Regions from separate parts of the Drosophila melanogaster genome. Here all the other regions are linked to region 2. A link is a contact called in public Hi-C data. All regions are on one chromosome and are shown on one strand. The core of a region is the stretch at or near the end of the contact, and the rest is flanking DNA. Distances in the headings are between cores, read along the strand shown. Region 1 holds the start of Cipc (Clock interacting protein circadian). Region 2 holds the start of lncRNA:CR46094 (long non-coding RNA:CR46094). Region 3 holds the start of lncRNA:CR46090 (long non-coding RNA:CR46090). Region 4 holds the start of CG12290.

Region 1 (6,513 bases), core at 2,954-5,453, 1.5 Mb before region 2:
TGATAAACCTGTCCAATAGACGAGGTGTACCATCAAAGGTTGGCAAATGCTCAACAAATGCCATGATATCTTTAGGCTTGAACGTAGTTGAAATTAAGGAGCTAATACCACTGACAGTGGGCGCCAGAGGGGATGGAGTGGGGCGGGCAGAATCGTTTCCCGAGTCCATATTGGGGGTTTGGGAAGATATTGATTTGGGTTCTTCCGAAATCGGGAGAAGGGAGTCAGGACGTCTAACGGGATGTGGGGGCCTATTAGTGTTTGGTGGAACTCCAACAACTGAACGTGTAGTTTTCCTAAGGTTGTAAACGAACTTTTTTGACATTAAATTTGAGGTTACTTAGTATATTATGTATGATTGAAAAATAATGAACAAATTTCTTGTTTACTAGAGTGTATGGGTGTCTGTCTTTGGCTTTATATTTTCCCTTTTATATTCTGCAATGTGATTGGTATTAGTATTTGTTTGATATACAAAATTACACAATGAAAGGAAACAAAATATATCTGTATATGTCGACTTCTTTAGTACATTTGTTTTGGTTATTTTGAATGTGCAATACATGAGCGTAGCAACCCATTGTAGAAGAGTGAAAGGCAAGAACACTTGACGATACTCAAGCGTTTTCCCCTTACCTCGGCTACCCAGACATGGGTGCGCCACTACACATGCAGTGTCGTTGTCGTTGTGGTACGCAGAATGAGCCTCGCTTGGTTTGAAATGATTTTTGCTTATGTTTTGATTTTTCGCCGACGTATGGCAGTGTGCGTTTTGAGTGTACAATGTATTAGAGAGGCTTTGGTGCTTTGTTTGTTTACCACGGTGGCATGGTGATCAGCGTTTGATTCCATGCCAACGAGGCGGTACAGTACGTGGATGTATTGGATTGTAGTTGATATTGTATGCTCACATATATAAGTGTATATAGAGGCTTTGGCGATGCGTTGGCCAGCGTATGTAAGTGCCGATGACGTGATGATCAGCGATAGATTCCACGTCAGCGCGGCAGTACGGTACACTTGCACTCTTTTTTTTTTATAAAAACTTATGACGTTTGGCAGAGTATGGACATACCGATGGCGTGGTGATCAGCGATAGATTCCACGTCAGCGCAGCAGTACGGTACACTTGCACTTTTTTTATAAAAATTATGACGTTTGGCAGAGTATGGACATACCGATGGCGTGATGATCAGCGATAGATTCCACGTCAGCGCGGCAGTACGGTACACTTGCACTTTTTTATAAAAATTATGACGTTTGGCAGAGTATGGACATACCGATGGCGTGATGATCAGCGATAGATTCCACGTCAGCGCGGCAGTACGGTACACTTGCACTTTTTTATAAAAATTATGACGTTCGGCAGAGTATGGACATACCGATGGCGTGATGATCAGCGATAGATTCCACGTCAGTGCGGCAGTACGGTACACTTGCACTTTTTTAAAAAAATTATGACGTTCGGCAGAGTATGGACATACCGATGGCGTGATGATCAGCGATAGATTCCACGTCAGCGCGGCAGTACGGTACACTTGCACTTTTTTTTTGTATATTTATTTATTTTACATTTTTCCTCTCTCTTTTTTTTTCCTGTGTTTGAATATATGTTTGAGTTTCATTTGGTACTTCACAACTTCAATTTTGTTTTATAAAAATTTGTTCCTAGTCACTTTCAGTCGACATCTTGCATATAGTTTGTTTCGTTTCTTACATGTTTACTTACAGGTAGGTAATTATTAATAGGTAGGACATCCTACCGGCTGCGCCAGTTAAGTCCGTGATCGAGGGTGGAGCCTTTTGTGAAGATATGATGTGTAAATGTATGAAGGTTTTTAAGTTTCAGCAGATAGTTGTAGTGTGAAGATTTCCAATAAAGAATACGACTGACTTTCTTGAAGTTCAAAATCAGTATGAAGTTTATTGTCAGAGAGTGGCTACTCGAGTCCTCCGTTTTCGTCTTATACATAAGTACATAGGTTCTTAATTGTAAGCATAATGAACATGCCGACTCGGCATGTGGCTGGCTAGCTGGGGACAATGTTGCAGTGCGACTTTTGTGTAATGTCAGCATTCGGCCGGAATGTCAGCATTCGGCCGGATGCGGTGTTCCAGTTGCCGTCTTCCCGGTTGAGTGTCCGATGATTTGTTTAGAGGCGTGGGGGTTTAGGGGGTGGGGTGGTAACTCGCGCTCTCTTTTCTCCACATTTGGGGCCAAAGCTGACGATCCGCATATCAGCTCTACATATATATTTTGTTGTCTTTTATTTATTTTTTCTTTTTGCCTTCGCCCGTGTTGTTGCTTGTTTATATTTATATATCGGATGGGGCTAATATTTTTTCCAATTTTTTACTGCTTTGTTTGTTGCTGTAATGCGGAACGCGCGCGCTCGAGCAAAAATGATAAATCTACGATTATGGGCGTCATGGGGTGTCATGAATGGAGCGGCCCCCCCGAAACACGCGCAAGAGTTACCTATCAGAGATATAGATATGCTCGGTACCTGTTTAATGTCCACGACTGCCTAAAGCAATTTCCGGTTGGAAATACGCCCAGAATAAATGGGTTCAATAGTGCCAATGAACCGAAGATAATAATAATACCCAGAACTTAAGCTCATTTCGTTGCACTGTTTCTCACTGACTTGAAGTAATCGTAGTTAGGCAAATACAAAGTCTTCAGAGTGAGTAAAAAAAATAAATAAACAAACAGCTGTCGATTGTGGATCACAGCTTGAGCTTGATTCACTTTAGCTGAGCCATCGCTTCTTTTAGTACGCCGTAAAAACCAGCTGCAAAAGTGGCCCAGAAAAATCTCCCTACTTTTCTCTTCTTTCAAATCGCAGACAAAGCTCTATGATTACTTTGTGCTTATTTCAAGAATATTTCACACGATTTGACCGAACTCTTAATGGCTGATGTAAAACCAAAACATATTTACGTAAAGGAAGGAAGTACTTTTTTATCTTAGTTCTTGGAATTCGACAGCACAGAAACAAATAAAGGGCTAACACATCAACATGTTAAAGTTTTGTTTTCTTTAAGTTACACTTTGTTTCCCTTGCGAAAATTGAGTGCGTCTGGCAATATATGTAAACATTGAAAGTCCCTGAAGCCCAAAACATTATTCGAACTTTATGCTTTATATTTCCCGCGAGTATTTGAGGTATATAATAAAACAGTCGCAGAGAGCATTTATTTTTTTTTTAATTTTAATAGTAAGCCGTATTTAAATCTGGTTAACATAAGTTTGTTTCGTAATTTGTAAATTACTTTAAGTACGAGCTTTAAAGGTCACAGTTAGTGAGCTTAAGAAATCAATATTGCGCATACGCCATGTGGCCCGCCGAAATGCAGATGCAAGCGCAGCACAAGGAAGCCCAAATGCCAAAGGACACGCCATGAGTCATGTGATAAGGCCCACGGATCCTGACCTAAATTCGTCCTTCAGAAGGTGAGGCACGAAGCTTGAAAAAATCTCGCCTATACGGGGAAAGGAAATTCAGGGGGGATGCAAAAAAAAAAATACAGAGAACAGGAGGACAACCTCTCTAGTTGGCAGGAGAGCTTTCAGCATCGGAAGTCGGCTGTCAAGTGCAATTTTGTGTTTTTTTTTTTTTTTTTGGCTTTGTATTATTATTTAGCACCGCACGTGTGGCACACAAATGCTGATGCTAATGCCGGGAGATTTATGGCAAACCTTTTCGCGAGACCTGCCGACTTACCCAGACGCTGCGGGAATGATGTTGATGTCGTGTTTCTTCCGCTCTAGATACCCTTAATTTAATGCACCCTCATTGGGAATAATGAACATTATCTTTTCTTCTTATTTTCTGTATTTTTTCGTATTTGTTTTCACACGCTTTTAATCTATTCTAGGTAAGGGAACGTGTGTGTGCAAATTCGCAGACGCCAATGGCAACACGCGCGCCAAACAAAACTTTCGCTTTCGTTGCGCGTGTGGCCGTCACACCACTACACACAGCTACACTCACTCACACGCACACACACACACACACACACAGTGGCACACACGCGCGCTGGCAAACAACAAACACGGATATGCGAATACTCGAGTGCGACTGCAAAATACGTAAACGCTCGTGTTCAGCGCGAAATACAAAGCTCTCGTAGCTTTTCCAGTTTTTTGACCAAACTGCGAGACGAACACCTCGACCGCCCAAAGCAGAATGAACGCGGTCCGACGAACGAGCGTCGTTTTAATAGTAGCTCAGCGGGCACTCACTGCGCACCCCACAAAAGTGGCCAAATGTGTTAGGAAATTATTAAAAAAAAAAAAAAAGAAAAATAAATTTATTTTTGGTTAGATCATATTTTTAATCAAACATATTAAATTCTTAAAACCATATTTAACATTAAATTAGTTCTAAGTTCTAAATTTAGCAAATTTAGCCGATAAGCAACGAAATAATAAGTTGACTTTACTCGCAGAGTAATCAACAAATTACTATAGCTGGCCTTATCTACAGAAAACGGTTCAAATCATTTATTTGCACACACTCATGCTCGAGCATCCACCAAAATAAAATTATTTATAGCATCAGTGAAAAACTGTTGACACACATTCGCATTCAAAAGTCGCCAACGCATCTCAATCAATCGAAAAATGTTGCCGCAACATTGTTGCCAGCAACACGCCCCGAAAATGGGGAATCCCAGGGGAGAGCTGCTTTGCGTTTGGTTCGGGTTTGTTTTGGTCGTGCCTTTCTGGTTGCCTAAATCCGGACCCTCGGGCCAGGCCATCACCTCCCACTTCCACCCCCCTCCCCGTCGCAATAGAAGGCAATTTTGTCGCACGTGTCGGAAATTTTGTTACGGCCGATTGCTTTTGCTTCCTCTCCCTCTGCGCGATGGCTGTGAGTTTCAATGAGTTGTGTTTGCGCTGACGGGTTGCTATATATATATACACAGAGTACGGGGGAGATTCTTAAACCATAAAAAATAGATATAAATAATATAAGAAGTGTTGTTTAAAATAATAAAAGATTCATTTATTTTTGTACAATTTTAAAACCCTAAATGAAAGCTCTGTACTAACGTTCGACATTGCGAGGTCTTGCTGTACAATATGCATATATTTTTTCTGCTCGAAGACCCACTGTCTTGACAGATACATTTTCCGAGCGACCTTTCGCGCTGTTTTCGTAATGAAAAGGCAATTCAATGGCCTTTGGCTGTTGCCGGCGCAGCCGCCTGCGACACTAACGGTAAACGGGGAACGATGGCTGACTTCCGGTTTGGCTTTAATCGTCTGCTGCTGTCGTAAATGGCAGCAAAATCCGAGCAGCGAACAATAAAAGAGAAATTAGCATAACACATGAGACAACGACAACGACGCTCGTTGGAGGCCCCCTTGCGGAACCGCTTCCCCCCGATTTTGCCATGTTCTTTATGTGTGATTTTAATGGGCTCGTGGGTGTCTGGGCCATGGTCGCTTTTCTATTTCAATTGCCGACACGTGTACGCCGCGTAAAACAAAAGGAACACGACCATAAAAGCATCACGCACATGTCTGGCCATTTGCATTTTTTCCGCCCTTAAATTTCTGCACCCAAAGTGCCATTTAATTGCCATGAAGTGTAGGGGCGTGGCCACTCTTTTGCGTCAATGCAAAAGTTCCATAAACGTGGTCGTTATTATGTGGGCTGTCCATCCTATCAAGACGCCCGTTAAATAAAAGTGCGTAATCAAATCTAACGAGTATAGCCCGAACAACACGAATAATTCAACTGATTAGAAATAGACGAAAATAAACTGTACCGAAATAGCCTAAACACAACCATCTTGCCGTTGACATATTTATTGTTTTATTTTTAATTGATAATGGCATTTTAAGTGACAAATTTTATTATCTGTCCTTTAGTATTAAAATAATTGTGCCTAATTACTCCAAAAATAGCTATGTCGTGATAAAAATAAACCACAATATTGCTGGCTAAACACTTCAAAAACCGCAGATTGTATTTCAATTCTGCGGTTAATGATCGTGCGGCGAACACATTTGTTTGTCAACACTTTTACGTTCAGTGTATGCTATTGGATTGCCAAAAATAAAACATATTTGATTTGTTTTTGTCTGGGAATTTCTAGGGAACACAATTACTCAGCGGAAAAGCGGTTATCAATTGATACGGCGGTCAGCAATGATATGTTTTATTTTTAGACATTTCAGAGTATCGAATTTGCAAATGCTTTGACCGTATGTGTGTGTGGGTTGGGTGTGTGTGTGTGTATGCAAGCGTGTTCGTTGCGGTTGTGTGGGTAACAATAACAATAACAGTAACATGCGCCGACCGCTCGGTACTCATGGTGTTCGGTTTTTTATTTGGTTTTTTTGCCGGTTTTTTCTCCCGGCATGTGTCAGATTTCCAATACCCTTTAATGAGGTACTTCAATTTGTCAATGCTATTACAAAAATTAATGTGTTTTTAAAATCGATATTTTCAAGAATATCAACTAAAATTTGCAACATTCAAGGTTTTAGAGAAC
Region 2 (6,471 bases), core at 147-2,646:
CGCTGCTGTGCTGGAAAATTACGACGCAGAAATGCTCGAGTTCGGAAGGACATCTCGGTGATGCCCACTCGGTTCGCCCACTTTACGCCCACTGTCCTTGACAGTCTGCGGTTGGCATTTTTGTTGTGCTTCTGCTTATTCATAACAAAAACAACATCGATTCGCGAGAAAGCCTTTCGCCGGGAAGCTTAGCGAAAGGCTTAAACCAAAGCTCTGGGCGTTGTCACATGGCCTTGTGGAAAAAGGGATACGCGGCCCAAAATCTAATTAATTAATAAGGGATTATTTATGCCTTGGCGTGCTTCCGAATTGGTCAAAATTCACAGCGAACGGAAAACTCGCGCCTATGCATAAATAAGATTGTGGATTGTGTGGGGAAACGACCATTGAAATCGCCGACGAAGGACAACGCCCACGAAAAAAAAGGAAGAAAAAAAGCTATTCAAGGTCTTCGAAGCTTTGCACTGCCTTGAACTTTGGCGCAGGAAAAGCGAAAGTGAAAGTGTGGAGCTTCGATCCCATGGAACCCGAATCGTAAAGCCCACGCATCCCTAAAGTACATATGTACATATACAAATGCATACATAGCTATGTATGTATCTAATCCCACTTTGTTACGTAGGCGGCGTCGGGTATCGGGAATATATATTGTAAATACTCAAATGCCGGCGCCCACGTCCTTGAAAATCATTCTACATGCCTCCTTGAACAGGGATAAATACAGTCGAGGTCACAAATATAACGATATGAAAATGAAAACGATATGAAAATGATATAAAACGATTTTCTATGTAAAGCTTACTTAAACGGACAATTTTATATTGAACAATTATAAATGAAATTTTGGAAATAACAAGATTTCAATTAAAAGGTTTATTTCAAAAATACTAACTAATTAACTGTACATAAATTACAATTTCTTTCTTTTGTATAAGAACTATTTTTATCTATATCCTAAATCCCTGCACTTCCGGTGCTATTATTTTCACCGCAGCTGTATATATGTACGTATAAACAATTTGTGCTTTTGTCGTGGCGGTTGAGGGTGTTAAACAGAGCGTGGGATCGGGCTGTTATCCTTGCTGCTCCCTACGTATCCTTGGCGTTCCCTCTGCAAGTTGGGTCGCAATTTCGTATTCAAGGACATGGTCGTGATTTTCTGCCACAGCAGCTACTGTATAAATAACAAATATACACATGTAACTCCGTGCGTCAGTTGGTTATTTTCCTCTCCTGTCCAGAATTTCCATTATGTGTCGCTAAAATTTAATTTAATCGAATTTGCAGACCCTTCATGTTGCCTGGTATCTTTAAGGTAATAAATTTCAGTGGGTCCTTGGAAGTTACAAAAATAAATGCAGTTTGAAGTTGGTTTATCTATGAAGAATTCTTGAATATATTAAATGTACATAAATGACATACATCACACATACATACATCATACAAGGCTATGATTGACAGTTCTGATTAATTCCGAAATGGGAATTCAGGGAAATCAGTGAATTCCTAGTATGCTTTTATCACCAGTTGAAATATAAACAAATAACGATTTTATCAGAATTCAATATAATATAAACAAAAACCCAACCTGATAAAAGCCGAGTAAAATATATCCGCTGAAGTTTCAGTTTTCCACGTTCATAATGCCAACTAAGCTGTATCGCATTACTCTTTAATGGGGCATAATTTCATCAGCTGAAAATATCCGAGAAGTTCACAGGAAACTCAGACAAATCGATCGCAGAAATGAGATACAAAAGTATCTAAAAGAATCCAAGTGATAGGCGGTGGATTCAGAAGTTGAATTGATACTGCTGTTTTTGCGATCTCTTGATTCGTTTTGTTATAAACAAACTAATAAAGATCGTGTGCAAAAAAAAGTGCAACGTCAGCGAGGAAAAACGCGCGCATTCTGCTTCTTTTATTGCTTGCAATTTTACTTAATTCTGCAATGGCAAAATACTTATAGTATTTTGTATTTTTCGATTGTTGTAAACAAGTTTATTTTTACACTGGCGAAAAATAAAATCAAATCGAAATCAAAGCGCCAGACAATTTCATAACAAAAATTTGCATAAAAAAGACCGAACGAGAACAACAACAACGGCGGCGAATGTGCAAGAAAAGGGAAAACAAGCTGAAGTAAACAACGAAAGTGACGTCAAAATAGAGGGTGATAGGAAGAGGAAACAAGAGAGGTAAGGGAAGAAGGAGAGAGTGGCGGAAAAGCTTTGTAAATGAATTTATTTAATAATCAAATGCAAAAAGCAGAAGAATAATAAAAACCAAAACAACAGACTGTACTCGAGCTTTTTGTTCCGCCTCTCTTATTCCCCTCTTCTTGCTCTCTCTCCAAAATGGAAAAGACGAAGTGAAAGAAGCAACAGACATTCGTTAGGTGTGTGAGTGGGAGAGATGGTGGGGCATGCGCTCTCATAAGCTGCGCTACTCACACCGAAAAAAATATTTAATACCAATGTGTAATTTTATTAAATGAAAACAAAAACTATCTTGGTTTTGCATACCACTTAAAAAAATATTCTTTTAATTTAATGTAGGGACCGGTTTTTTTCCGTGTTCTCTCTTCCAGCTGTACAATCAAAACAAAAGCGATTGGAGAGCTTTTGGCGCTCTGCTTTTTGGCTTTGTCGCCGAGCTTTGCACACTTTTTATCAATCGGTCAAGAACGTTTGACGAGCGCAGACCAACAAAAATAATCCAACAAAACGTTAAAGAGACTCCAGAATACAAAACCAGTGTATTGGGCAGCACATAAAAGCACACATGCACACAAAAAGTGTTATAATCAAAATAAAAGAGAGAAGGAAAACAATTAACGCGTACCGAGAAGATTGAAATAAATCAGAAAACCGAAAAACCAATAGATTTGTCATAATAGAAACAAGTTTTTTGAAATAGCCGCATTTAACGAAACGAACTAGTTTCCGAGGCAACGACATAAAAAACCATACCAATTTGCATAAATAAATAAACCAACAAACATAAACGCTGCCAAACTTGACGAATGCTTTGGAATTCGCCTACCGAATAATATAAACGTGTATATTGTTGTGTGCGTACATATATGTATATAAATTCTTATTAGAACCCCACTCCAAAACAAAAAGAACAAAAATAAAATACAGAGAGCGCAGAGAGAGCAAAAAGCCCCAAGTTTAGGCTCCGCTCTCTCTTCCATCGATCAGTTGTTCGCTTGCCGCTCAGCTGCTCGGTCGAAACCGCAAAATTGACAACAATCCGAAGCGAATAAAGTAGCTGAAAAAGCAAACAAAGCTAATCAGAATTTGTTGTAAATTTTTGCCATTAATTTAGAAGCGAGTTTCAACAAAAATTATTGAGTGCCGCAACCCGCAGTACGGAATAATACAAATAATAAATTAACACCAACTTTGTCGCCACTGATAAGATTTCTCCCCGCTTATCAAAATTCGTGTATGTAGCAAACCGAGTGTGTTTGGCTTGGTGTGCTGTGCTTCGGATGAGATATACTACAAATGTGCTTCATTATAAATAAATTTTCGTCTTAATCGCTACATGTGTGACCTAGTTAAAAAAACAACTCACACTCACGCATGAAATAACAATGAAATTTACATATAAACGTGGACCGCACCATATGCATAATAATTAATAACGAAAAGCGAAAACGAGGATGTGGATGAGGAAAAATTAAACAAAAATACAATATCAATTAATTTGTAAACACCGCGAGAGGGATTTGTTTAAACCGTGTGCATTTAATTGAAAATCTTCGAGGAAGTAATTTAAAAACGCTTTTACAACAAATCATCACAGCATCATTTTCTGACTTGTTTATACGCAACGAGGTGTAAAAACGAAAAAAAACAAATAAGGTGGGTACGAATACACATAAATAGGTGTATTAAAAAATGTTTAAATATCTTTTAAACGACAGAGGGGATGCAGAATGAAGAAGTTTAATCCAAACATAAAAATTTATATGCTATTTATATAATCGTGCTGTTCATGATAAGGATATTCTGTAAGGAATGCATGAAGGTTTAACAAGATTTATTTTACCGAGAAACATCTATTAATTGGACTAAAAATTTGATTTATGATCATGTTTGAACTTAATGGTTCAAACAGTCGAAAGAAATATTTGTAGTGTTGTCATAGGATCGGCATAAATCCTCAATGTTTACAACTTTCTAATGCAGCGAAGTACAATTTGTATGTAGCCCCCATAGCTGCGCTCACCCCACTTTCCTAAGCCGACACACTGGTAATTTATGATCGCAGACCAATTAAAAAATTAACTTAAGCCCAAAAAGGGGCTCCATCCACACAGCCACATCCCCACTATCCCCAACATAGAAACCGAAAACTTGAACAACAAAATCTAGCCTGCCCTTTGAAATGTGAGACCCACAAAGGCGAAAAAAAAAAAACTAAACCAAACCAAATTCGAGTCAAACAAAACAACAACAATAAAAGAGCATAGTATAGCACATAAACCTATAAACATTCCGAGTATTATTTATGTATCGAGCACACTGTGTATAGGCGACTTGATAGCGGCTTAAGTTAAGCATTTCCTGTCGCGTCAACAGAATCTTTTGGGCATCAAAAGAGTCCCCACGGGGCCATGGAATTCGTTGGGATACAAAAATATGAATCTTGTCTTCTTTTTTCTCCCTCGTTTTTTTTTTTTTTATTCTTTTCGAGAGGTCTATTTTTTCCCCATTTGTGCAAATAATCAAAGGCAAACACACACAGACACTTACAAATGAAACAAAAGGAAATCAACAGAAATTTGCTGTGTTGTTTGGCAACAACAAATTAAATTGAAATTGATTTCAATTTGAATTTTGTTCGCTCGGCTTGAGTTCAGTGTCAGTGCGAAAATTCAAGGTTGAAAACTGTTGACTTCGTACAAGAAATGAAATAAAACAAAATCCAAACAGCTTTAACACGTGAGAAGCAACCGCACACTAGTAGAGCCTAAAAGGCAGCCATATGTTGGGTAAACTTTGGGGGGGGGGAAAAAGCAGTAGAAGAGAAACCGAAAACAATCCAAAGCCACTTACCCCCTATCTTGAGTTGGAGCCAGTTTTTGAAGTTTTCTAGGCGTCCCATAACATTACGTATACGACATGGGTCCAGCTGCTACATCAGTTAATTGGATGCTGAACTTTCTGTTTGGCAATCTCCGCTCGCTCGATGGTTATAATACTGCCAGTGACTCAAGAGTTAGTGTGTCGATAAGAGCCATAAAGTGGGCAGGCAGGTTTGATAAAATAAATCAATAAAAATTCGCTGGAAAAAACGTAACACAAAAAGGCCTAAAAATATAAATTGGGGCAGAGTTAAGTGTGCTATAACTGATTAGAATGCTGATATTGCGTTTAGTTTAAGTACTAACAAATTTAGTAAAGACCATTAGTAATGGTCGAAGTAAATACTATTACATCTTCAGCAAAAATACAAAGCAATTACATTTCATTTTGCTAATGCATCTCGAAATGCTTCAAATGTTAGTTGCTCTTTTAATTAAGAGACTGCAATATGCCATCATAAAATCACAAAGTCAGTTAAAGTGTTTATCATAACTGGTTCTATTCAATTGGCATAAATATACATATATAATTAGCTGGTTACACATTATAGACGTCATAATTAATTTACATGTTGTCAAAAATAGATTATAGATTAATGAAATTGCTATTGTATGATGATCTATCAAACGGGTGTTATTGCATCATGATCTGATCTTCGCCATAAAACGAGCTAAGCTTTGCTTTCAATTTTATTTATTTGTTTGTATTCCGATCAATTTGTTCGAATCGGACTCTTACATATTAATATTTGTTCAAATTGCCGACTATATAGTCTATATACGGTCATTTGCTTTTGCTGGCCTTCAACTTTCTTTGTTGCCGCCGTGCAGGAGATTTTTGTGATCTTTCCAGAGGCTGTTCCGCGGATGCGGCCATTAAGCAAACTTGTTTGCTTTTCTTTGAAATTTCTTTAGCAAAAATATTTAAACACACAGATACAGATACAGATATGCATATTTATATCAATTGTTGTTGCTGTCGCTGTCTCTTGATTTTTTAAGTGCTCGTGAGTCATGAGTGTTTTGTTTTACCCCAACTTTTTTGGGTCACTTTTCGAAAGGGACAAATCTATTTATGCAGCACACAAATATCCCGTGCGGGGGCGTAAACTTCCTGAACCGAAATAAGTTTTTTTTTTTTATTTGCTCGCTGAACAAAACATTCGCTTGCCATCTTTTGTGTTGGTTTATCTCTTCATTCTGGGCTGCTCGATAAGATAAGTTCGCCATCCATGCCACCCCTAAAAATGTTAGGGGATAGCTCTGAAAATTTGCAAGTGCCTGACCCATTGAGCGTGTCCGCTTATCAGTTGCCCATTGTCGTCTCCTCTGCCGGCACGCGGCTGTTGGCTGATAAGAGGCGGAGTCAA
Region 3 (6,238 bases), core at 3,443-5,942, 1.2 Mb after region 2:
GCCCGTCGAGCCACAGTTTTACGTTGCACTCGCACACACACACACACGCATTTTGTAATTGTAATTGGGTAAAAGTGGCTTGTTTATAAATATGTACAACACACAATCATGGATGCCTCTTGTGTTGACTGTTGCTCATTGTGCTGCAAATGGGGGTGGCAGGTGGAGCACACCTCTTGGGGAAAGATAAAAAAAAACATGCAAATGTCAGCGGGGGAATTGGTGTTTTGGCCAGTGAAAACAAACAAAGCTGATGGATTGATCATGCCTAATTTATTGCCTTCTAATTAAGAACCAATGTCAATCAAAGCAGCAGATTCTTACTGCATTTAAATTTAAATTAGCTCAGAAAAGTAATGCGAATGGAATGCAAACATTGGAATTGACTTCTAATATGACACAATAATGTTCTACTTGTATCTTAAAACAAATTAGTCAGCAAATGAATCAGCCTTGAGATGTTAGTTAAAACCCTAAACTAATAATACAAATTTCATCTTGCTTGCAGTCGAAAAATATTTTCATCAAGGAGGAGCCGATCCATGGATGCAAGGATCTGTGCAGTTTGTCGGATATTTCAGATCATGAGGCATCATTAGGTGAGTAAAAACCCATCATAAGTGTTTCAATATTTTATATTATATTTACTTTGGCCAAGTGCTAACCCATTTCCTATATCGGTTTCATATGGCCTCTATGGCTCGTTTTTCTTGCTCCTTCACTTTATATTTTGTTTGTTGAATGGCATTTCGAGGTCTGGCGAGCTTTTGATAACAGATTTCCAAGAAATGAAAATAATTGAAGAGCAAAATGTTGTTGATGAGCAAATGTTCAACAATTATATAGTTGCGGAGCGTTATGTTCCTATCTCGACTCACATATGTACGTGCTGTTTGTATATCTTATGTATATTAGTCAGATAGATTAGCTTTGTTTATATGTGAAGGCAGATATTCAAGAGAAACGCAATTATTGGGAATTCTGACTGGAGTCTTCATAGCTTATTAAATGCAATAATTATTACGGTGTATTTACTTTAAACTTCAACTTCACAAGAAGGAGAACAATAGCATTAGAAGCTTATTAAATTGTTTACAAAACGAATGCAGAAGGATATGTGGCAGTCGTCACAACCGATCAATAAATGTTCAGTTGCTTTTGCGACTTTATTATTATTTTTTTGCCTTTTGAACCGAGCGATAAAATGGCGAAAACACACTGAGAGTGAACGAAAGAGCGGGCCAAATAATTTGGCGATAAGATAAGCGCACAAAAGCGTGTTACTGGTAACAAAAAAAAAACCTAGCTCGAATGAAAAGAAAAAGGAAGATATTTCCATTTATTTTTTTGGGGCGGGGGTATCGTCTGCGATTATTATAATGTAGTGGATGAAACAAACATAATTCCCAAGCATTCGCATAGTTGGTATAATATTTCAGTGAAAAGTCACGTCGTTTGTTTCCGGTGGGCCCAGCCCCCTGTTCCTGAACTCCCACTCCCCGATCCCCGACCCCGATCCCCAATCCCCAGACAAATCCCTCCGGCGAAGTGCCAAGTTAACTTGCGGACACATATTCATTCAGTCAGTCACTCCCTCACTTTTTCATTCACCCATTCATGCACTCAGAGTTGCTCCTTTAAATGCTCCAACAAATGGAAAACGAAGCGAAGATCTTTGCGCGCGGAATACATTTGCATTTGAAATACTCTCAAAATAAATATATCTGAAAATGTGCAGCGCTACCTTTTTTCCCTCCGCCGCTGCTGCTGCTGCTGCTGCCGCTGTCAATCAGGCAATATGTCAGTCATTCACTCACTCACTCACTATGCCAAACTCTTCGTATACGTAATGTGACAAAATATCATTGTCGTTGTTGTTGCTATTCCTATGGCATGTGTCTAGTATACTTTATCTATTATTTCACACACAGTCTCGGGGCAAAAAGAGATTTCATGTATCGGACAACGTTTTATGGTAATTTGTTATGCATCTTTTGCCCCGTTGTTTGCGAAGCGAGAACAATGTACAGAATATGTGTTAATAATGGGAATTTCTCGGGTTTTTTTTTCGGATAGTACTTAGCTTTTTGGGGTATGACGATAATGTCAGTTTGGAGTTCGATGACGAAACTTAAGCCCAAGTTAAATATATGCATTTATTTGATTAAGATTCACTGGGATATTTAATCAATATTAAAAGCATATATTTTTGTAAATTTTCAAAGATTAAAAACTATTTTCAAGCAATGTTCTATAATACTTTAATTTCGAATCGGATTTTGCTGCAAAGATGAGCCATTTTAGTCTTTTAAAAATATCTCAATGCACTGCCATCTGTCCAAATCGTTGGGTTTAAAACGATTTGAGAGCCGTTCAATGTTTATAAAAACAAATAATACAAATCTTCTTGGTGTTTCTTTTTTGCCGTGGCCCAAAAATCGAGGCAGTTACCGAAAGAAAAGGAACCCGAAAACGTAAAAAGTATTTATGTATTTATGTCTTATCGCTGCGTAGAGATCAACAAAGCGCAAACAATTTCAATGTCAACGCAAACCCAAGACTAAAGTCAGTGCCCAACTAAATATACAAATGTGTAGTGTACGGAAGGGTGGACCTCAGTTCGCTGTAAGAATGGGGATCGTAAATGTGTAAGATGGTCTTTTAAATTATCACTCATACGCAGTGGTGGCACGGCTAAGTTGATGCTATAAATTTAAATAAAAAATAAATTTAAATAAAAAATAAATTTATATAAAGTATTAAATTAGCGTACTGAATTGAATAAGCAGTTTGACTGGCAGCGTGGGAAAAGTTTCGAAAAAGCATTGCTCATACGCAGTGTGGTACTACTTGGCTAAACAGACGTAATATTTTGGGTAATTAATTTGGCAGTTAAATTTAAGTTTCTGGGAAGGTCCACCCCATTGGGCCTATATATAGTGGCACATACAGCCCTACATCTCGGTACATGTATTTAGACATATTTACAATTCATACACACATACAAATGTACATATGTATGTGGGACCCAGGCGAATCCCTTAGCGAAAACAACTGGCAGCCTGAACTTTTCGCTCGTCGCTAGAAGATCGCGGCCATAAAATGGCAACAGAAACAAAAAATAAATATAAAATCACAAAAACTAAAACAGAAACAGAAAGGCGAAAAAAACGGGGGGGAAAAAACATGCAAAAACGGCGACAACTGCGCAGATGCTGAATGGAAAATGGGGATGGCACATAAAAAAGGGGAACATCGCGGGCCAGAAGAAGCAGAAAAGATCGGGAGCCAGGCACGTAAATTTAGTTTACATTATGCGCACGAAAGATACACTTGGCATAAGGGTCGCCCTGAAATCTAAATGTACTTAAAATGCATAAAACCTTGGGAAATCGTTTATTAAAAATATAATAACGTAATCATATTGTACGTTTAAAACCATTTCGGACTCCTGCAATTGGAATGACTAAAACAGTGCAAAAACAATTTTTTCTTAGCAGAAATAAAAAAAATCCTTTTTTTGCAAGTGTATGCAAAAGGCTGCCCTTATTTTAATTATACGCGCACACAGATACAAAAGTACACTCACGCACGCACACTCACACGCCGTAATCATCTCTCATTAATCATAAACTTTGAAAATAACAAGAAACAAAACGAAACGAAATGAACCAAACGAAACAATAAATAAAGCAAATTATATTTTCGCTTATTAAATATGTGCGCTATGATTTGTATAAAAAGTAGAAAAAATATACAAATTCTCTTCACAAGGAGAGTGGGAGAGTGAGAGATCGGGAGAGCCTAACGTTGACGCTGGCAGCGACGTTGACTGCGCGAGCCCCACAACTTTCATTCATTTTGCTGCTCATTTCATTCATCCCCGCGCTGTCGACGTCGCTGCCGGCGCCGCTGCTCCCCAGCGCTCTCCCGCTCTCAAATTGGGGCTCCCGCTCTCCAAGAAACACGTTCGTTTTCATTCATACTCGCCAGGCAGCAAAAAACAACAAAACTAGTTGGTTCTCGAATAATAAAACGAAGAAAAAAAAACAAAACGCAAAGACAACCAAAAAAGAATTAAAATGCAGTTGATGAATGGGGGAATGGAAATGGAATTGGGAATGGGAGTGGGGATAAGAGCCAGCGACGAGTGGATCTTGTTGCCGCTGTCTCCCCTTCTTCCACGGCCATTTGTTGTTGTTGTGGTTGCTTCCTCTGTCATTGGGGCTTGATGTTTGTTTCCTTCCTTTTTTGCGTGTGCCTGCATTGCCCCGTCGCCCCCTCCCCTCCTCCACTCCACCAGTGCTCCTCTTCCTTCTTCCTCTTCTTCTAGGCTTGTTCCTGCAAACCGGCTCTTACTCTTCTTCTTGTTCTCCGGCTTTGTCTTTGGGGCTCCTCTTTTATCGCTGCTCCAGCTTCTCATCTTCTTCTTCTTCTGTCGCTGCCCGTGGGCGCGTCGACTTTGGCTCGAAATCCAACTGCAGTCGTCGTTGCCTTTTTATACCCTGCAGTGTAGTGTAGGGTATTATGGTTTAGTTGGGATTTTGCAACCAAGTCGCTGAAATTCTAAAAAATCTTGAAAACTAACCTTAACTATACTTTTAAGAATGTTTAAACCAAATTCGTATTGAACAAAAGCCTTTGTTTTTCGAAAAATCTAATTGCCAATCTACTATTTTGTTAAATGTTTTAATACCAGCAAGGGTATCTTAACTTCAACTACAAAATGTTCTTCGCCATCCCAGTTTTGTTTTCATTGTTTTTGTGTATTTGCTTTGATTTTTAGCTGTTTGCTCTTGGACCAACTACTTATTTATTCATAATTTGAACTCCCCCCCTTCCCACCATTCCAGGCACCACCCCCTTCCAGACCCCACTCCAACACTCCACTCCACTCCCCTCCTCTTCGCCAACACTCCACGCACAATTTGTGGGCAGCTGCTGCATGTGGAAAAATGGAAAACTGGAAAACGAGTTGCCAACACACACTTGCTCGTGTTTCTGATTTTAAGTTTTTGTTTTAATTTCAGTTTTTTGTTACCTTTCAAATTTCTTGTTCACAGATCTTTTTTCCCGTCTTCTGTGGTTGTCGTTGGTGTTTTTTTTTTGGGGTTTTGGTTTTTTGTTTTTTTAGTTCGTGGAACTGCTGCGTTAACAACTTATGTTGTTGGTGTTGCGGTTGTGCTGCTTCTACAATTTTTCATTCATTCATATTCAGAGGTACATACATACATATATGTACATGTGTGTGTGTGAGTGTGTGTGGATTTGTGCGTTTGTAGTGGGCTATATCGCCTGCTTTATATTTCATATGCACGCCACTTTGTACTCACTTACTATTTGTGATTTTCGTTTTGTTTGCTTATTTTACTTGCCTTTTTATTAATACTTTTTTTTTTTATTTTCCTCTGTCTTGCCTTTTGTCGGGTTTTCGCCTGATTCTGCTTTATTCATTCATAAATTTTGATAGCCCGACGTTGATTTTTGTTGTTGTTTCGCCTGGAATTAATCGCGCGAGAACTTTTTTGATTCATTTGAATTGAGGCCTTTATGACGGTATAATTCGGTGCATTATGGCATTCGTTTTAGCACCAATGATATTTCCATATTTTTTTTTCAATTTTATGCAGCTAATGCTTGGGTAATTAGTATTCGAACTTATTGCTGATTTATGAATGCAAAATTATGAATAAAGTTAGGCTGAGTGTTAAAATTATGCCATTTATTAGTATGGTAATACGAAAAAATTACAATTTTACAATTCAAGTTGTAAATTAAGTCTAGTACATGTACATGTGCCTAATTTCTCTCTGTGTATATATTCAAATATGTAAATAGCTTACAAAAGACATAGAGACTTTATCTAATCACGTTCCCTCAACGTTTCTATTTCCATACCCATTCATTCACGGCGAAAACAATGTTATCAAAACAAAAGCGCGTTCCTCTCTTTCTATTTACACACATATGTATGTACATAAATGTACCCATTTTTTTCTGGCTGTGTAGAACGGATGTGTCTAAATTGAGTGCATCCCATGGACAAATTAGCAGCATTTATTGTAATAGTTGTAGTTGTTGCTTCTTGGGATTTTCCGAGCCGCTATAAAGCCCAGTCCATGGCTAATCAGCACGCTCCGAAATGTTGTAATGCCGCAGAGAAAGGGCGAGCATAAAAAAAGAAGCAGCAGCAGAAGAGTTAATATAGCCATAAACAACTGACCCAGCACAATAATCA
Region 4 (6,746 bases), core at 2,240-4,739, 1.7 Mb before region 2:
GCTTTGCACATTGACTTAATTAACTTATGAATCGAATGTATGCGTCTCTTCTTGTTTAGCCAGAATGTTTTTGGAGTTAAAGCTTTGCGGCGTGGATGTCTAATAAATATTTACAATTGTTTCAATAAATAATAAACTAGTTGGGGAAGTTCGAATAAGCTGTGCTGTCTTTGCTATTTTCCTGTGATTTCATCTGAGTAAAAACATTAAATGTTCATATGCAAGTTGCTTAGGTACATTGATTACGATCTCAACTTGGCTTGGCTTGGTTCCACTTTTCAGTTTGATATCCACCCTAAGATTATAACTCCCATCACTCTCAATCTTTGTTAATTTGACTTGTACACAGTTTTCTATTTTTTAAAAGGTACTTTGTTTTGTTTTTTGTTTTTTTCTTTTCTTTTTTTGTTAATTTAAAGCATCTCAAACTTTCTAGTTTGACTTTCTTTGTGGTTTTGTTTTTTGGCATGAGAAGCTTCTAGGACAGCATGATCTGGTCTTAAAACTCAAATTCAAACAGTTGTCTTTGTTAATTGCTAGACTTACAAATTACGAATACTGTTCTTAGAATTCTTCAGCAAGCAAGTTTAGTGTTTGTTTACCTTCCTATATGTATAGTTATCATAACCCCCCGTTTAGACCTCAGTGGGCAAACTCTGGCTCTGGCAGCCCGCCTGCAGTTTCTTGGAGCTGCGGAAGAACATGTCGAAGAGCCTGGCGCGCCGATTCTGGAACTTTTGGGGCATGGTTGGTGTTATAGCTATGTGCTCAACGATGGTGATGCCCCTCTGCAGCTTGGGGCGCTGCGGTCGTGTGGGCGGTGGAGCAACTGCCACAGTAGGTGGTGGTGTTGCCGGTGGCTGCTCATCGGAGTCCGCTGAGCCCCTGGCGCCACCGAAATTGATGATGGTGCTGCAGCTGCTGTTGGGCCTTAACGTCAAGGTCGTATGCACCGGCACTTGACTGACCAGGGAACTCTGGGGGGTGAGATACTTGCAGCTGTTGCTGCTGTACTGCGACAACTTGCTGCTGTTGCGCTGCAATTGTGCACCACTTGCAGCAGGACCTGCGGTGCCATTGGTCTTTACACTGCTGCTGCAGTTGCGCTGCAGGCCCGACGACGAATCCAGACCAAACAGCCGCTTGACTCCTCGCCTCACCCTCTTGTTCCTGTAGGCGAAGATGAATGGCGAACTGAGATTGGCCAGCAGGATCATGAAGATGGCCAGCTGGGAGGATCCGCCAAAGTTAGCAGCCGACAGTCGCGATTGCAGGAGTACCAGCAGTCCGAAGGGCAGGTACGAGACCACAAACATCACCACCACCAGGATGCTGATGCGGGCTGCTCTCGACTCCTCACGGTATTTGAATAGCGAACTGGCGTTGCTCAAACGGTGTCGCAAGGAGCTCATGTAACTCAGAGCCTTGGGGGAGGCATGAATGGCGGGTATCTGGAGGGCGTGGCCGTGTTGCTGGTGGCGCGGCGAACTGAAGTGCGGATGATGTTGCTGGTGGTGATGATGCTGTTGCTGCTGATGTTGCAGGTGCAATTGCTGCTGCTGCTGCCGCTGGGCGTGACCCAAAAGATGCGGAGAACCACACTCCTCACTGAGCGAGTCCTGGCGCAGTTCCGTGTACTTGTGGAGATTGGGCGAACTGTGCACCTGGCGTATGCCCTGCAGACGATTAGTCTCCCTCAGATCCTGCGAAGAAGTGCCCAACAGGGGCAGCTGTCTGGCGGAGTAGTTCCTCTTTATTTCACCACTGGCTGTTTGCAGAGTAAGCATAATGTTCTGATTTCTATCTGACAGTGAGTGCTCCTGTACGGGCATCAGTTGAACTCCGGCTCCACTTTCCGCATCTGAGCCACCATCATCCGAGATGGTGGGCAAAAGTACTTTCGCGGCCGAGTCCCGACGGAGACAACTGGGCGAACTCCTCGGCTGTTGGCGCTGATCAATTTGCATTTGCAGACCGCCCAAGCCCAAGCTGCTGTTGCCGCCATGCGAACTGGCCGAGGATATGGAATGCCGATGAACACACAAGCTATTGGAGAACTGGTTGGCTTGAGCCGCCTGCTGGCCAGCCGTCAGATTCAAGGCGCTCTGCAGCAGCGGCGAAGAGCCATTCTGGCGCATGCGCAGCCCATTTCCGCGCGCCTCACTGAATATCCTCCAGTACATTCCGCACACGAAGCCGAAGGGCAGGAGGATGATCACGATGAAGTAGACACTGGCGTACACCACTCCGAAAATACTATTGGTGCTGCTGATGTTGAAGTACGTGACTGCCAGGCGGCGTTGTCTGCTGAACAGGGCGTCCGCCTCAAAGTCCAAAACTCGGAAGGCGGAAAGGGCTCCAAAGAGTATGCCCACCACCCAGGTGAGTGCTATGAAGATCCAGGTTTTCACGCCCGAAATGCGACTGTGGTAGCGCAGGGGATCCGTAACGGCACACCAGGTGTCCCCCACCACGAGCAGTACTGCCAGAGCTCCCAGCGCAGCAGTCATGTCTATGGACCAACATCTCAGTTGGACGGGCGGCAAAATGGGAGCCTCCGTGGGTAAGCTCTCAAAGGCCGAGAGATTCTCTTCGTGTGTCTCGGTTTCCGTGATGACAAAGCCACCATCTCCGCGCTCATCGATGGTCAACTCGCGACAGTAGGTGGCATTGCACTTGAAGAAGGTCTCCACCGTATCGCCGTTTTCGCTGATGTTCCTTCGCACCACCACGCCGTCCTGTTCCACCAGCTGGCCATTGCGACGAAGTATCACCTGATGGTTTCCCGGCTTCGAGAAGAACTCCAGGGTCTCGGCGTTGGAAGTGGATGCCTCCGCAGACTTTCCCGGCAGTCCCAGGAACAAAGTGGGGGCCAAGATGCAGCAACCAATGAGATTGATGGCCAGCAGGTTGATCGTAAAGCGATTGGCGGTGGTCCTCAAGCCAGGCGTTATCCAAAAGGCACACAGCGCCAGCAGGTTGATCAGGAACGAGACGAGCAGCAGGGCCAGGATCAGGAGGTCTATGGCCATTCTTTATGCTGTTTTTCGATTACCACACATCACTTTACAGTTTCACAGTCACTTATGGCCTTTTATTGAATTTGGCTTTTCGGTTTTGTTTTGGCTCTGCTTATGACACAAATTTCACTCGGTAGTATATCCGCTGTCTCTCGTCTCTTCACATTTGCAGCCAAATATTTTTGGTTTTTTGTTGAATACCCTTTTTTTTGTGTTCAGTATTGTATGCGGTTTGTTTCTTGCGAACGCTTGCTAATTTACGTGCGAGATTTGTAAAAAACAATTTCTTTTTTGCTCTCAAGCAGTTGCTTTTCCACTTGTGTTTATTATGATTTTTCGTGTCTTGTCAATTGTCTTGCGACCGTCTGACTCTTGACTCAATTTTGTTCGCCGTGTATTTATCACGCGCACCGATCGGACGAGCACGATCTTCACTCCGAAGCGTTCCAAGCACAACTGTCGTGAGCGTTCGCCCCAACGCCTCCAAATATACGCGACTGCTCCACAGGCGGGTGCGAGCGAAACGGAGAAACGCCAGCGCGAGAACGGCGAGCGAAATGAGCGATCCGGAGAGCCACGAGTGCTCGAGTGTTGCTGCAGTTGCTGTTGTTGCTGCCACTGCCGTGATTTGCGATTCCCACGCTCCGACTTTGAAATTATGTTGCTGCAAGTGGCCGCTGCACTGTTGCCAGCCGGTCTTTATCACTAGTGGTTGTTGTTGCTGCTGCTGTTGTTGCTGCTGTTGTCCTAGTTCAGTGCGGCAGCAACACAAATTGTATAATCTGTTTCTTTTTTGCAATGCCAATTGCCGCCGCTTCACTTTTGCTCTGTATTACATCACTGGCTCAATGTTATAGCTGCTGCTGGTGCTACTGCTGCTCGTGCTTTTCCATTTTCCAAGACACATTTTCTTCTGGCTTCTGCACAATTTCCAATGTGCAACACAACGGCGTTCGCGCACTATTTTCTTAACCATAAAAATTGCATTTTTATTAGGCCGACTGCTGCTGTGAAATGAACAACAACAACAGCTGATGAAATTCCCACCGTCGGGCGCCAGCTGCAAGAAAAGAGCGAGAGAGAGAGGAAAAATCCAAATTAGAGCGAGACGACGCTTGGGGAGATATGTCCGTAAGATAAGGCACGGTTTTATTATTGCTGTTTTGATTGTGAAATTAAAAGCAAATAGAAATAAACGCTGGACCAAGATGATACAGCAGATTTAATCCCCGGCTACCAAAACCCGCTCGACAATGACTCAGAAAACATAACAACTCAATTTCGCAAACTAAAAAATCGGCACGCTCCCTGAATGAACATATACAAATTGGTTATCGCAAGTTTTGCGATAAGAAATAAATCCAGTTTTTTTTTTCCACTGGGGAACTGTCCAGAAGTTCGTCATGGGTACTTATAGTCAATTACCTTAAATCGCATTGGAACCACACCCACTCAGCCCTACACGCCCGCTTCACATGAAGGCTCTTGATTATAGTTAACTGTCTTTTTATAACTACGCATTATCCCATGAAGTCGGTACACAGATCGGACGACGATCAGGCGCTTACAACATGACCGGAGAATCGACTCTAATGAGCTCATCGCAAATTCTACTCGGTTCCCAGTAGTCATAAAAAGTTTGGGGCATCGAGCCAAAAGTCAATGCCACAAGGAAAGTTTTTGGTTTTTTTTTTTTTTTTTTGTTTGAGATATTTTCTTGGAAAATATGCAATAAAATATGCCATGTTGAATGTGTATTTTAAATTCCACTATTATTTATCTATATTTCCATGAAAGTTCTCAATAATATCGTAAGGCGTATAGCGCACGATGACTTTATTTTTAGCAGTGCATTTCATTACCGTTACAGTTCTATGGAACACACCAGCCGAATATTTTTTCTGTGAACACGCGACCGGAGACTGTGAAAAATCAACAGAAAAGCAATTTTCTTCTGGGCCATTTTTTTTTTTTGTGTCAGGTCTGAGCGGCGTTTGCATGCCCTACTTACGCCAGGAGATATATATTTATTAATAGCTGCGATGCCCGCAAACGAGTCGTGAAAATGCCAGAAGATGCGAAATGAATGATTGCCGATAAAGATGGCGCGTTTAATTGCTAATTTGCCCCAAGAATCGTCACGACAAGATTTATGTATTCAAATTATGCAATGTCTTAATTAAAATATATTTATGGGTCTTTGTCTTCGCAAAGATCAAGAGAAACGTTAATTTTTATTAATTGCATTCTAATTTTCTTTTTCTATCGAATTTTATCGACCACTTATCCCCTACGAGCTCAAACATCCGCCCCTAACACAAAGTCTTATCAATGTGGAGCTCGATCAACGTCCACCAGCCATCGATCATATGGCAACATGCCCGAACTTTTACATTTAACTAAAACCCATCCGAGCGGAACGGAACATCCATCCATCTACGGCGTGTGACGCTGAGTCAATAAGACCCCGACTAATTCATATTTACTTTGGGCCGATCTAAAGATCTCTCTGTGGACATTATCTATGGCATTTTAAAGTGTGAAAGCGATCTTTTAGCGGCATTTTAGGGGTGTGAATTTAACGCTCGTTTAAACGCTTCACCCTTCGCTTGATATAGCGGGTTGTGGGGTGAGGGTGAAGCGAATTCAAATTAAATCAAGGCGGAGCTTCCATTTTCCAGACTATTATCTAAGGAAGGAAGTGTGGCTTTGATTACTTATTGATAGTGGAACACAAAAGGCAATTCGAAGTTGATCAAATACGAGTGCAGGCGCTGATAATGCCCATTTATGCACTCATTGTTCTCTTTTCAGAGGGAATCGCAGTAGAATCCACTTTGTGCTCAAATTAAGAGTTTCCGCACGCATGTAGACGACTCTGGGATTCCGCGAATTTGATTTATTTGATGGGGTAGAATATATCTGTGATTTAAGATCAAAGCCGCACTGCCGGCTCTTGTCGGGGTTCTTTTTTTTTTTGCTTTCAATTTAAATGTGCACGTCTGCTGCACTTTAAACTATTCAGTGAGTTTGTTATCTTGACAAACCTAATATTAATTGATTTTAATAAAAGTGCCACTATGAAAAGTTAGCAAAATCTCAAATAATTATAAATGACATCATAAAGATAAAAAGGCGCCGAGTGAATGTAGCATGTATATATTAAATCTATTTAAACAATTATTATTCATATATCATTAGGCTTATAAGTCATTCTACCCTTAATTTGGCCCTGTTGCCAACAATGTGGTCAGCGACAATTGCATCGAGATTTGTCTGGACAGGTGTTTGCAGTTCCGTCTGGGGGTGTGTATACTTTACCCACACCTAGCTATCCGATTGTGAGTATCTGTGGGGTCGAGTTCCGAGTATCCGAGTATCTGAGCTCGTCTGTTTGATCGCCGTCCGATGATCGGGTTAAGAATTTGCACCGGCTGGATAATGCACTCATTTGCATGACTCGACGTAAAGATAAACTTAAAATATGAGTAAACGTAAGCGGGACCGTAGTTCGCTACTCTGAAATAATACCCGGGAACAAAGTGCCAGTGATATTTATATGTTTACTGCCCGGCCAATAACTTATTCACCCTGCTGACCAACTGAGGAGGCTGGTCTTTCGACCATCGCTGAGGGGACTCACAGGGCACGTGATCTGGTTAATCGAGGAGCATGAATAACATGGAGTCCGAGATAAAGTCAAAACAGAGTGATTCCCAGACCAGC

Evidence for each region. A called contact is a pair of places that touch in the nucleus more often than the background predicts.
Region 1: a contact with region 2 is called in a Hi-C map of the Kc167 cell line, with 2.0 times the contacts expected there. A contact is called at or near these places in 2 of 107 Hi-C or Micro-C datasets (the Kc167 cell line and embryo).
Region 3: a contact with region 2 is called in a Hi-C map of the Kc167 cell line, with 1.8 times the contacts expected there. A contact is called at or near these places in 5 of 107 Hi-C or Micro-C datasets (the Kc167 cell line, the ML-DmBG3-c2 cell line, the S2 cell line and 1 more).
Region 4: a Hi-C map of the Kc167 cell line shows a contact between it and region 2, with 2.0 times the contacts expected there.

The regions. Positions count from the first base shown.
Region 1 is chr3R:26,104,558-26,111,070 of dm6, reverse strand. Cipc (Clock interacting protein circadian) reads right to left here and starts at 4,203. Exons shown (of 5, transcript NM_001276054.1): 1 at 3,729-4,203; 2 at 2,194-3,486.
Region 2 is chr3R:24,568,695-24,575,165 of dm6, reverse strand. lncRNA:CR46094 (long non-coding RNA:CR46094) reads right to left here and starts at 1,396. Exons shown (of 1, transcript NR_133443.1): 1 at 862-1,396. The region is part of intron 2 of REPTOR (Repressed by TOR); the gene reads left to right.
Region 3 is chr3R:23,332,257-23,338,494 of dm6, reverse strand. lncRNA:CR46090 (long non-coding RNA:CR46090) reads left to right here and starts at 4,692. Exons shown (of 1, transcript NR_133438.1): 1 at 4,692-4,991. pnt (pointed) reads left to right here. Exons shown (of 9, transcript NM_079737.3): 3 at 509-599.
Region 4 is chr3R:26,226,991-26,233,736 of dm6, reverse strand. It overlaps CG12290, which reads right to left and starts at 3,489. Exons shown (of 1, transcript NM_001300611.1): 1 at 1-3,489. The coding sequence starts at 3,032. The coding sequence ends at 636. It overlaps lncRNA:CR44320 (long non-coding RNA:CR44320), which reads right to left. Exons shown (of 3, transcript NR_125267.2): 3 at 3,469-4,080.